Regions from separate parts of the Mus musculus genome. Here regions 2 and 3 are each linked to region 1. Evidence: chromatin contacts called from public Hi-C data. All regions are on one chromosome and are shown on one strand. Each heading gives the region's core, a stretch centred on a gene start, on an enhancer-like site or on the middle of the called end of the contact. The rest is flanking DNA. Distances are from core to core; before and after follow the strand shown. Region 1 overlaps Dclk1 (doublecortin-like kinase 1). Region 2 overlaps Nbea (neurobeachin). Region 3 overlaps Nbea (neurobeachin).

The links. A called contact is a pair of places that touch in the nucleus more often than the background predicts.
Region 2: a contact with region 1 is called in a Hi-C map of the N1E-115 cell line, with 3 times the contacts expected there. The contact joins two enhancer-like sites. A contact is called at or near these places in 5 of 484 Hi-C or Micro-C datasets (the N1E-115 cell line, brown adipocytes, embryonic stem cells and 2 more), 3 of 115 datasets of contacts at active chromatin or transcription factors (differentiating embryonic stem cells, fibro-adipogenic progenitors and kidney) and 1 of 9 other capture datasets (adipose tissue).
Region 3: a contact with region 1 is called in a Hi-C map of the N1E-115 cell line, with 10 times the contacts expected there. The contact joins two enhancer-like sites. A contact is called at or near these places in 1 of 15 datasets of contacts at CTCF or cohesin (the NIH/3T3 cell line), 5 of 484 Hi-C or Micro-C datasets (the HL-1 cell line, the N1E-115 cell line, embryonic fibroblasts and 2 more), 1 of 115 datasets of contacts at active chromatin or transcription factors (differentiating embryonic stem cells) and 2 of 9 other capture datasets (embryonic tail and embryonic trunk).

Annotation. Positions count from the first base shown.
Region 1 is chr3:55,522,259-55,526,302 of GRCm38.p6, reverse strand. The region is part of intron 16 of Dclk1 (doublecortin-like kinase 1); the gene reads right to left. Among named protein-coding and RNA genes, the nearest start is that of Gm31796, 19 kb to the left of the region's middle. Within about 2 kb of position 2,367, at least 30 of the 459 cell types and tissues checked have an H3K27ac peak or open chromatin away from gene starts, as enhancers often do. A contact at or near this core is called in the N1E-115 cell line, muscle stem cells and rod photoreceptor, where this site is marked.
Region 2 is chr3:55,683,175-55,687,036 of GRCm38.p6, reverse strand. The region is part of intron 47 of Nbea (neurobeachin); the gene reads left to right. Among named protein-coding and RNA genes, the nearest start is that of Gm46804, 22 kb to the left of the region's middle. Within about 2 kb of position 1,971, at least 50 of the 459 cell types and tissues checked have an H3K27ac peak or open chromatin away from gene starts, as enhancers often do. A contact at or near this core is called in the N1E-115 cell line and muscle stem cells, where this site is marked.
Region 3 is chr3:55,754,464-55,758,029 of GRCm38.p6, reverse strand. All of the region lies in intron 41 of Nbea (neurobeachin), which reads left to right. Among named protein-coding and RNA genes, the nearest start is that of Mab21l1, 26 kb to the left of the region's middle. Within about 2 kb of position 2,124, at least 49 of the 459 cell types and tissues checked have an H3K27ac peak or open chromatin away from gene starts, as enhancers often do. A contact at or near this core is called in the N1E-115 cell line and rod photoreceptor, where this site is marked.

The sequences.
Region 1 (4,044 bases), core at 1,118-3,617:
CATGAAATTTGCATTTTTAATAGATGGTGCTCTTAATTTAGAACTAGCCTTCACCCTTAAACACAGGGGTGAGGAAACTTTGCAACAGGCCAAATAGGCAAGTTTTGGGTTTCAGGCTATGGTTCTCTGATACAGCTTATCACAATAGGGCGTAAGGAGCCACAGACAACATGACAATGAGTGGATGTAGCTGTATTCTAATAAAACTTTAAAATTAAAACAGGAAGAAGGCTAGGCTCCACTCATGTGTTGCAGCATGCAAATCCTCTTCTCAAGGACAACATTTTAAACATCACTGAGGCTTTTTAAAAAAAAGTTTAAAAGAAGGACAGTGAAGTACAAATAGCTACCAAAGAGTATTTAGCAGATACTGAATTGTCCAGAACCCCAGAGAAAGGAATAGACTCTCTTTTCAATTCATACCACTTGGGAGAGGACTTAGGCTTCGTGGTTTTCTCTTATTTCTAGATACATGTTGAAGTTACAGAAAGGCATATATATGATGTTGAAATTCTCTCACAAGAGGCTTCTGAAAACCAAATGAAACAAAATCAAAAGGAAACAGCCAGCGGTGTGGCTGGGTGAAATATGCCCAGGTGGTTCTCCTGTGCTTCATTTATATATTTTTAACTTATTATTATTTTTTTTCTTGAGGCAAGGTTTACTGTAGAGTCCTGGCTGGTCTGGATTTTGCTACATAGACCAAACTGGACCCAAACTCATAGCGATCCACCTGCCTCTGCCTCTCACGTGCTGGGATCAAAGGCATGTACTACCACTCTCAGCTATTCCTGACTTTTTTTGCCACAGCAATAGCTATCAAGTGCTCTGGGGTTTCTGAACCTGGCCTGAGCCATCACTCAGGGGACATTAAGGGACAACTGCTGGACCCAATGCTCACTGTCCTCTGGAAGCCAAAAGTGTCACCAAAGTTTGACTGGTTTTGAAATTTGTCTGTGACTTGCTGGATGCTCTAAACTCACCCCCCCCACCCCACCCCCACCCCCCTTGTTACAGAAGAAGCCAGGGGTTGCGATGGGAGCTAGAAGGAGCGGTCAATCCCATGCTATCTGCTTGCCTCTGGCAGCCTCTGGCACTCAGCACAAGGTCAAAGCAACTGGCCACAAAGCAGGCCTCCTTGGGCAGAGATCTCAGTGTGCTGAGGGCACTATCTGGCTTCAATAGGGACACCTCTTTCAAACTGCACCCAGCAAGATACACTTAATAGACTCCGTTCCTTTTAACAGCCAAGCATGACGGCATTTAATAGCCTCCCAAAGCCAGCGCCTGGCTGCCAGGGTTTGCCTCATTACTCACTGTTTCAGGAGGGGCTTGAAACCAGTATGCACATTTTAGTCATGTCATGCCTGGGAACCCAACCAGTTTTGTCCTGTTTCACCTCCATGCTTCATCCTATTTAGCATTTTCAAAGGACTGGCCTCCTGTGTTTGTTTGTTTGTTTGGCTGGTTCTGTTTTTATTAACCAAGTTAGTTCATTTTGGTCACGGTCCTGATGGTCTGCATATACTTCAGATGCAGAAGTCTCTTCTGCGTGTTCTCGGCCATGATATGGGCCACGGGGGACATCTGCACTTGAGAGAGGTAGAAATGATGCAACTAGACCCACTTTGGCAGCGGGGAGGGAGGTTTAGAGCAGGGTGTGTTTTCTTGTGACTTGCAGCAGGGAGAAGCAATGTTTCAGGCCTCAGGGGGCATGGAATAGCCCAGCGAGCTTGTGGGCTTGGGCTTTGGGTGGTAAGGCCTCCTGGATAAATGGGCCAGCCAGAAAATGCAGCCCTGGCTGTAGGTAGAAAGCAGAGTTGCTGAGAAAGAATCAGGGGCATGAAAAAGAGAAAGAAGAAAATGGACACCCCCCCTCCATCCCATCATGTCTCCATGATCGATAAAATGTCTATTAAGAAGTCCTCACTGATTTGGGGCACTGCAAGGAGCCGGTTTTAGCAGCTGACACCCTCATGTGAGATACTTTGTAAGTGCAAGTGGGACCCAGGAGTACTCTGCCCAGAACAGTGTGAACAGCCACAAGCACTTACAAACACAAGCGCTGGGACTGGGGTCCTCTGCCGTCAACGATTGTTTATATTGAGGAGTTGGCCTGCCACTGTGGGTAAATGAATGCTCCCACTTCCGTGGAGATAAAAGGGAAGCATTTGTGATCAGCGAGGAGAGCGTGTTCATTCTGGGGCTAAATGGCATTATAAAACTTCCTAATTAAGCATAGACGGCAATGAGATTTTAGTGTCATGTCTCCAGTTTAGCTTTACATACTGTGTACGCTGTTTAGTGCAGCAGTAACTATAAACATTGTTGTTACTGCCCCCAGCTGGAAAGCAGAGCGGTTTATGTGTGGAAGAAGAAAGAGATAATCTCCCATCTGCTCCCGCCCGTTACTCAGGGATGTGTCATTTTGTCTGCCGATGGGGACTGTCGCTAGGCTTGCAGTTAGTCTTTTTAATACTGGATCACGTGTATTAATTATTGTGTTTACTTGACACTTTGCTTCTACCCTTAATTCTATAAGTTTTGTAATTCCTCAGAATGTTCCTTTTTCTGAGATTAGATGAATTTATGGATGCTTTAAAAAAAAAAAACAAAAAGAATACAAATAAGTCCAGATGTAATTAGACACACTTGAGGCCTGTTTTTCACCATCTATCAATTCTACATGTAGACGTCTGGCTGATCCGCCCCAGGACAGGACACACAGGGTAAGAAAGGCTGCATCCACCACTACGGCTCGATTTGCATAAAGTATGAAAGGGAGCAAGGCTAATCACCACAGGTAGACTTCTGCTTAGCCTTTGCCCCTGGCACAAAGCCACACTCCGGAAAGGCCCTGAAAGGGCACTGGAAAGGGCACTGAGTGTGCACAGCATGGGCGGTCCACTGGGGAGATCAGCATTTGTGAACTGTGTACCCTGCTGCACTCTCTTCAGTGCTGGAAAGTCAAAAGCTGGGTCTGTGTGCAGGCGAATCATAATTAACTCCCCCTCCCCCAGAGCTAATTTGCTTAGGTAAATGAAACACTAGATGTGGGATCCCCTCCCTTGGACCAATCCTGAAGGCACAAAGATCCCTTTCTGGGAAATCCTCTCACCGAGCCAGGGTGTTTTCCTATTATAAGCAGACCTAGAAACGATCATGACTTTGATCATGATTTTGGTTATTTGTCTGAATATTCTGCTTTTCTAAGCCCTTTGTTTTGAGACCCTAATTATAAAAAATAATTAGGAGCAATAATCAAAGGGGAAATGTATATGTATTATAATATATAAAGTATATATGTATCTATATACACATGAACATATATATATATATAATTTTTTTGTGGTAAAACTTGGCAGTCTGATCCATGAAATGGTGTCAGGCAGATACTGTGCTGCGCCAACCAACAGACTCTATTATTTGAAAAACAAATGCCAAAGCTCGGGGTGCTTTTTCCTTGGTGAGTGCTATAACATGGAGCTTTTACCTGGAGATCATTTTGGAGACATTAAGGTGAAGAGAAGTTCCCTAGAACTTCTCAGAGTTCATGTCTCAAACCATCGCAAGCCATCACGCTTGTGGGTAACTCTAGAGAGATACACACACAATGCCCCTGGCAGGAGACGCCAGCGCCATTGACTGGAATCGGAAACGAGGGGACAGAATTCATAAGCTGGTTAAACAAAGTCACACTTCCCATCGACCCCCTTGCTCAAGCAGAGAAGCCAACTAAAGAATCTGACAGTTACAAAATTCAGAAAGTAAATTCATGCAGGAGCTAGTACATAGAGGGAGGGGGAAGGGAACGGTAAAACAGAAACAAAACGAAAAGGTGGAGAACTTGAAAACACAAGCTTACTGACACACACAATGCATTCTGTAGCCCGCTGTATTGGGAGGCATTTCTACTGCTAAGGTGTAAATGCATTGTCTCACCGTCTGAGAAGGTTAAGGCTGGGCTGGGTAACTTTAAAATGACAGTATATACTTCTATAGAACACACACTGAAGTGCTGCTGTAGTTCCATTTATTACAGGG
Region 2 (3,862 bases), core at 722-3,221, 160 kb before region 1:
TGGGCAGCACTGCCTCCCAGTTCCCACCTGGGAGTGGGCAGCACTGCCTCCCAGTGCCCTGCCTTTCCACAGCCGCACAACACTTTGCTGCACTTACAGACCAAAAGATGACACATGTTGTTTGCCTCCTTTGGGGGTTTGGTCTTGTGCCTTCTGAATGGTTGAAAACAATCTTTGAAACTGCAGACAGAATCCAGGCATTCTGGATCCTTAATCCCAGCACTCAGGAAACAGAGACTGGTAGATCTCTTGAGTTTGATGCCAGACTGATCTACAGAGTAAATTCCAAGATAGCCATGGCTATACATAGAAACCCTGTCTCAAGAAATTAAAAAGAAAAAGAAGAAATAGCAGACAGTGTGGCTTCTATTCCATGTGTGTGTGTAACATCTATGAGTTTGTAGTGTGTGTGTGTGTGTGTGTGTGTGTGTGTGTGTGTGCATATTAAGAATGCATTAGGTTCCTGTCCTGTGTGTGCATGTGTGTATGTGTGTTGCCAATCACATAATGTGCACACATGGCCTGATGTTTTCTGTTACAGCACCAGAATGTTAAAATGTTAACATTCTGGTGATATGATAAAATGTTAGAATATATGGCGTCTTTAAAAATAATTAGTGGTGAGTTGAAACTTTTTAAAGTTGATTCCATACATTGATTAAGGCATTTTTCACTCTAAAATAATGACTGACTTAGCAGGGAAGAGTGAGTTACTAAGAATAATAATCCCACTAACTGCTAGAACATCGAATTTTATTTCTTCTCTCTACTCTGTATGTAGCAGCTGATTTGTTTTTAGGGAAATGTGGTTTTGTTTCCAAAGAAGAAAACTACCTCTGCACTATCTACTAACTTAGACAACCTGGCAGGAAAGATTGAGAACGAGGTAGATGGTTTTATTCTGTCTCTCTCCATTAATGTCAGTGTCTTCCTGTGCTAATGAACCCAAGCTGGGTAGGAAGGGAAGCTGCCCAAGTGACTTCTGAGGAGAGGCCCCAGGAGTGGAGTCAAATTGTATTTTGATTTTAAATTTCTTTCCTTCAGCCATGCCCTGCTAGCAGAGATATTCCATTTAGAGATGTTCTTTCACTAATTTTCCCTAATACCTTCCGAAGTTGTTAGGTTACTTTCTGAATGGCTATGTAGATGTTAGAAGAGGTGGCTGTGACACAGTGTCATTAAGGTGACATAGTGTAAATTAATGCAGTTAATGGAGGTGCTCACACTGCCTCGGTGACCCATTATGAGCTCTCGTGGAATTAGCAGATGCCCAGGCATCAATCTTTTGGGAAAAGGATAGAAAAGCGCTGGCAGCTTTAAAACCTCACAGTGAATTATATTGGGAAAGTGAAAACGTCTGGGTTAGATTTGATTTCACCAGGAAGCCATAAAATGGTACGGCTCTCAGCAAAATATATTAAACTGAAATGTCAGGTTTGATGCAGTAGGTACACAATTATGATAGTGTTAATAGTGGCCTTCTATCATCCTAAGACATACTTTCCAGTTCAATTTCTCAGCAGCTTGAACTTGTCATAAGCTTGTAAATTAGAAATTGTGTTTTGAGGATATTTTCCTATTTTTGACAGAACGCATATACTACTATTAACTGTACCATGGGGTTTTAGTATAGCTGTTAAAATAAACTAGAAATCACATTTGCAGACACAAAATGCCTGTTATAATACCCGCTTTGCCATTTCTTTAATAATATTCTTTGTCTTTCTGTACTGTTTTTCATTTAGCAAAATTTAAACTCCTTGGATTTTTCCTTAAATAGACGACGTTTAACAGCAGTGAGGATGTGTGCAGGGAGCAGGCCAGTTACCCTGGTGAGCTTTGTCTAGCGTTTCTGTATGGAAGCCAAGCAGCTGTGCCCTGGTTTTGGTTGGCTCCCTAAGTGCTCAAAGCAGCTTGTTTTGGAAAGGAGTTCCCCAGACACCAGGAGATTTTCAAAAGCCCTCACACAGGCAGGTAGAAAGGAGACTAAGGCCAGCAGGGTCTGCTCAGCTGCTGTCTGTCCCAGGCTCACTGCTTCTTGTGCCCTGTGACTCTTTCAATCCTCTGGGGCCTTGGCTTTGCCCTGTGAGTCAGTCTTTTTCATTCATTGCCTCTTCTTACAGTCGAATGCTTTTCTGCCTGCTTGCTTGTAGGAAGTGGGGCCAAGGTACCTTTGCCTGTTGGTCCAGCAGCTATAAAATCATGCATCCACTCTGTATATTTAATCATAATTCAGTATTAGAAGAAAAAAAAAGAGCTTACTCAAATCTTTTGAGACAGAGGCAGTGCCTACAGCATCCTTAGACTTCACTGTGTAGCTGTACAGATCTGCAGGAACCACCTTCAATATTCTTCACATAGCTCCCAGGAGACCGACTATACCCCTGATAAAGCTTCACCCTGTGGCTACATTTTGTTGGTTACTCTGGAGCTGACCCTCAACTTGAGCAGCCTGCATCTTATTTTAAGAATGTTTTGCCATCTTAATGTAGACCTTTGTGTTTGTAAAAACCCTGTCTCAAGCCAGGGCAGGTTCATCCTTCTCCTTCATACCATCTTGTCCATATACCCCTGGTCACTTTAAGCAATCTGCCTAGAAAGTTCCTTGGACACGAGTTCCTCTAAAGGGATTGAGGCTGCAGCCTTGTTAACCTCCCTCCCCTCCACTGCATCACTCAGGGAGCTCATCTCCTACTCTCTCTGTAATCTGTACACTCCCCGCCCCCCCCCACACACACAGTAACACCTTACCCTCCCCAACCCAGCCTGCGCCCTAGTCCCAACCCAGGACCTCACATTTCAAGCCTTTGCTGATTCACTACTCTTTTAATTATGTTTCTGTTTCACTAATTTCTATGTAAAAGACCACCCCCAAGTTTACAAATTAAAGCAATTCCTTCACAGTATGCAATAAGAATACCAGCTCAACCAGGATAGCTGGACTCCATGCTACAGGACACCTGGGGAGCTTGGCTGGGCAAATTTTCACCTTCTTGGCATCTATGTTCACATCTATAAAATGGGTTGGTAAGACTTTCACCCCATGAAGTGTTCGTCAACAATGAGAAACATGGAAGCACATGTAGGGTGCTTAGAATCATGGCAGGATACAGTAAGGCCTTCTACTTTAAGACTGAGTGGCCCCTTGATTCCTAGTGTGGGACAAGAGATAAAGATGTCATTGCACAAAAGCAGCTAGACCTCAGTGGTGATGCTCTCTTTGTCTTATGTTATCATTAAAGTGAGCAAATCTTAAATAATATTGCTATTAATATAAGGAGATGGTGCCAGTATCCTTCATTTACATACTACCTTTCACTGAAATCAGCTAGTCCAAATGATATTTTAAAGCAGTGAACAGAAATAAAACTTCAAACTTTATCTGCTGTATCAGCTCCTTCTCCATCAGAACCACTAAACTGCCCCCAATTTCTTGTCCAGGCGACCCTATTACAATTACTCTAGTGTTTTAAATCCTCTGTGACCTTGCCAATTAGCTGTTCAAAGTCAGATATTTCATGATAACTACTTTAAAACGCCTCTGTCTCGGGACTGTCGCCACTGTTGGAAATGTGAGCAGTTCCTTCAGATTTAAAACTCTTGCTGCTCCTTCCAGCAGTGTAGGTTACAGTCGGCTTCAGGAGCACATCCTACTAGGCTGTGTGAGGACGAGCAGGGACGGTCCTTGCTACAGGGTTATCCCCCAGGCCCTGGTATCACAGACTCCATGTGGCTCGTCCCCATCCCAGCTCAGGGCTATTGAACTGCAGCCCCTTGCCTGTGGGCTGTGTTTGTTGTTGGGAATGGCCAGCTGTGATGCCACCCTTTCTCTGTACCCAGACTACAGTACTACCCTGGCAGA
Region 3 (3,566 bases), core at 875-3,374, 230 kb before region 1:
ATATAGTATCCTAAAGATCCAGGAAGCATAGATGACACTTGGCTTTTGATAAAACCCTCTCCAGGGAAAACTGAAGAAAGATACACATCAGGGGCCCACCTCCCTCTCAGGGTGATCCTGCCCCTGGCCTGTTTTACTTCTCGAATGCACCCAGAACTATTTTTGCATAAATCTGAATATCAATAAAATTGATACTAAAAATATGAGATTACATTTTTCAATCCTATATATTAAATGTTTAGCTCTCATTATACATTAAGACAATGGTAACTACCCTTGCCAATGCAGATGTAGGGTATTAAATTCTCCATGAAGTTTTAACCCCTAACATTACAGTTGACCATGCTTGGTCCAAGTAATGCACATCAGGTTTTATGATTTTTTTTTCCTTGCTTTGTTTTCTTTTGTTGTTTTTCAAGACAGGGTTTCTCTATGTAGCCCTGGCTGTCCTGGAACTTACTCTGTAAACAAGGCCAGACTTGAACCCAGAGATCTACCTACCTCTGTCTTCTGAATGCTAGGATTAAAGGCATGTGCCACTGGGCTCAGCTGAGTTTTATATTATTGATGGATTGTTCATGACCTGTTGGTTGGGATTTATGTGTTTGTGTGATTTAAAGAAAGATTTATTTAGTGAATGTGTATAACCACAGAAGGCAATTGATAAATAGGTGTTATTCCAGGCCTTGAGTATGTAACCCAATAATTACTTGTACAAGAAAGTAGTCTTACTATAGCAAGCAGTTTGGGCCTTTTTTTTTTCTTTGCTAATGAGAGAAGAGGCTCTTGACACTGCATTTTACAGAAAAGCACTAGATCTGTTTACCTTGTTGAAATGCAGGTTGCTGTATTTCGGTGTCGGTTCTTTGGTTTTGGCAGCACTTCTGAAGTGTCTGTTCGCTCCCTTAGTGGATGAATGCTGGTGTTGACACCACCTAACAAGCAGGGATTATGTGTTTACAGAAGAAGTAATATGAGAGGTCAGGTCTAGGAGGCACTTCTCAAGAGCTTGCGCATAATGAGTAGCTGGCAGGGAGGGCAGAGCTGACACTCTGGAGGGCCTTGGTGACACCTGCCTCTCTTCTCCAAAGCTCTCTTGATCATGTTCAGCTGCTCTGTTCTCATGTGGGGAATAATAGTAGAATAAAGCTGCTTTTCTGTCTCATTTTTCTTGCTAATTTACACATTCAAGCCATTTTTTGTTTGCTGCCCTGATTTGCTATTCCCTTTTGTCGAGGCACTGCTCCTTTCTCGCCTCAGGCCTACGAACTAATTTGAGCTTCTATAATTACTTCATGTTTTACACCTGTCTGCATATCAGGCACCCCCTTCGTCTGCACTTACGCTATAGATTTCTTTGCAGAAAAGCTTGATTTTTTTTATATATACAGGAACTCGTCAGTTTCCCCCCTCAGACAGCGTAGGGAAGAAACACAATGGAACTGTTGCTCTGCCTTCATCTGCATCATGGCTGACCTCCACAGTTCATGAAGGACAAATGGACGCTGTCTACTCAGACAGCTTGTGTTAAGATGTTGGGGAGCAGAGAGGCTGAGCTTTGTCCTCGTGAATGAAGCGATGGTTGTAGTCATTTTAGAATCATTAAGGCTCTGAATACAGCGGCTTGCCCTGCAGTGTGTGTGCTGTGGCCACCCTCTGCTTTAATAACAGCTGATTAAATTTGGGTCAGGCGCACTCTGAAGAGCATCACAATGAAGAAACTGTTGTAAAAGTTACCTGTTTTAAAAAGGCAATTGATTGGATGTTTAACTTAAGTGACAGCTGCAATTCATTTTCCGTTCTTGGTGCCGTCCTGCAGCCCCGCTGCCTTTTATAATTTGGGCTTCATTCTTAAGAACCCTTGAATAACCGAGGGTTGCTTTCCACTTGAGCCTGCTCCAATCCAATTAGGAGTTTAACAAGGGTCAAATTAAGGAGACTTTACACTCCATGTTTGCATCATTAGTCATAAGACTGCTAGGTGAGCATGTGACTGTGTGTCAGGGACCGGGGGGGGGGGGGGGGGAAGGCTGTAGTGTTGGACAGACTAAGGCTGTCATCCAGTCTGTGGTGTGCCCCTGGGCTGATGGAGCTCAGCAGGCTAGCAATAGTGTTCCTTGTCAGGGGCTGGTGTGCAGTTGTTGGGAGAACAAGCCTAGCTGGGCTGATGAAGACTGTGTTTTCTGCGGGCTCTCTTCCCCCCTGGCAGCCTGTTGTGATTGGACAGGCTGCTGGGAAGGCAGGACATTGAAACCTCTTGAGCACTCATTATTTTTGATGAGCTGACAACTATCTAGGCTCCTTTCTCTTTCTACCTGCTCCTTCCTACCTTTTTTTTTTTTTTTGAAACATAATTTTTGGTTCTGTAAAACATTATCATAGGACATGAAAATGCAAGATTTTAGAGTTAGTGTCGTAGTGGTCTTGTGAAAATCACTTCTTTGCCACTTGAAAGCAGAGTTCATAGGGTATTTTCAAACTTTGCATTATTGAGGATAGCATATCCTGCCCCCATTTTTCTGACTATTTCATCAAATTATGTTTGTAGTTGTTAATGTGTATCAGCCACATTGTGAGACTATGCAGAGAAAATGACTTGTTTCCAAAAAAGAAAAGACAACGGGATTCTGCTCTCACCAGTGCCTGCATGCGTGGGATATTGCTGAGGACTGCTGGCATGCCCATGAGCAATGCTTTGTGCCAGAATACAAAGTAAAGACTTATCTAAAAATAACACTTCCATTGTTCCTTTCTTACCTCCTCAGCCCATTAACAGGTGCTTTAGTATCATGAGAGTTTTCATAGTCTAATCCCCTTTCAGAAGCTTTTCAGAATAAAAGCCCTAAATGGTCCTCAGTATTAATTTGATGTGACTTCTGTACAATGTGATTTCAAGCTCTCAGAAGCACGTTTTCACTGCTTACCCCTTTTCAGTGTAGCGGAGTGTGGAAAAACGCAAGCTACCATTTGCGGAATGGAGTCTTGAATGTGAATCATTTTGTTGCTTCCTTACATTGTTTCCTGGCTTAAAAGGAAGGATTGTCTCTGTGATATGACTGTTACTCCTCAAAAGTGTCATTTTGGTAGTACATTTTAAAATGTATTCTTAATGTTGATATTTTTCAAAGCTATCACGCGAGTCTTGCATTTGCCAAGAATTAAAGAGGCTTGATGAAGTCTGTGTGCCACAAAGCAATTGGGTGTCGTGAGGTGATGCCTGCACATCTTTGTACACAGCAGCATCACACCCAGGAGCTGCCAGTGCTGGCATCTCACTAAGGCCTTCAGGAGCTTCATGGCCAGCAGGAAGCTGATCTGAGTGAGGGGAAAAGTGAAACTACTGCTACTGTCTTCGTAGGCACCAGGAAACTTCCAGAGTCTGACCTCATGATTTAGCATAGTAAAAGATTGGGGAAAGGTTTCCATGTGACAGTTATCGCAACAAAACTTTAGGTCTAGCTACATAGAAACTTCCTAGCAAAATAGCAAAGTACCTTTGACCTTGACAAAAAGAGTGAGTTCCATTGGCTGGTAAGCAGAATTCAGGGCTAGGGCCTAGAGAGAAA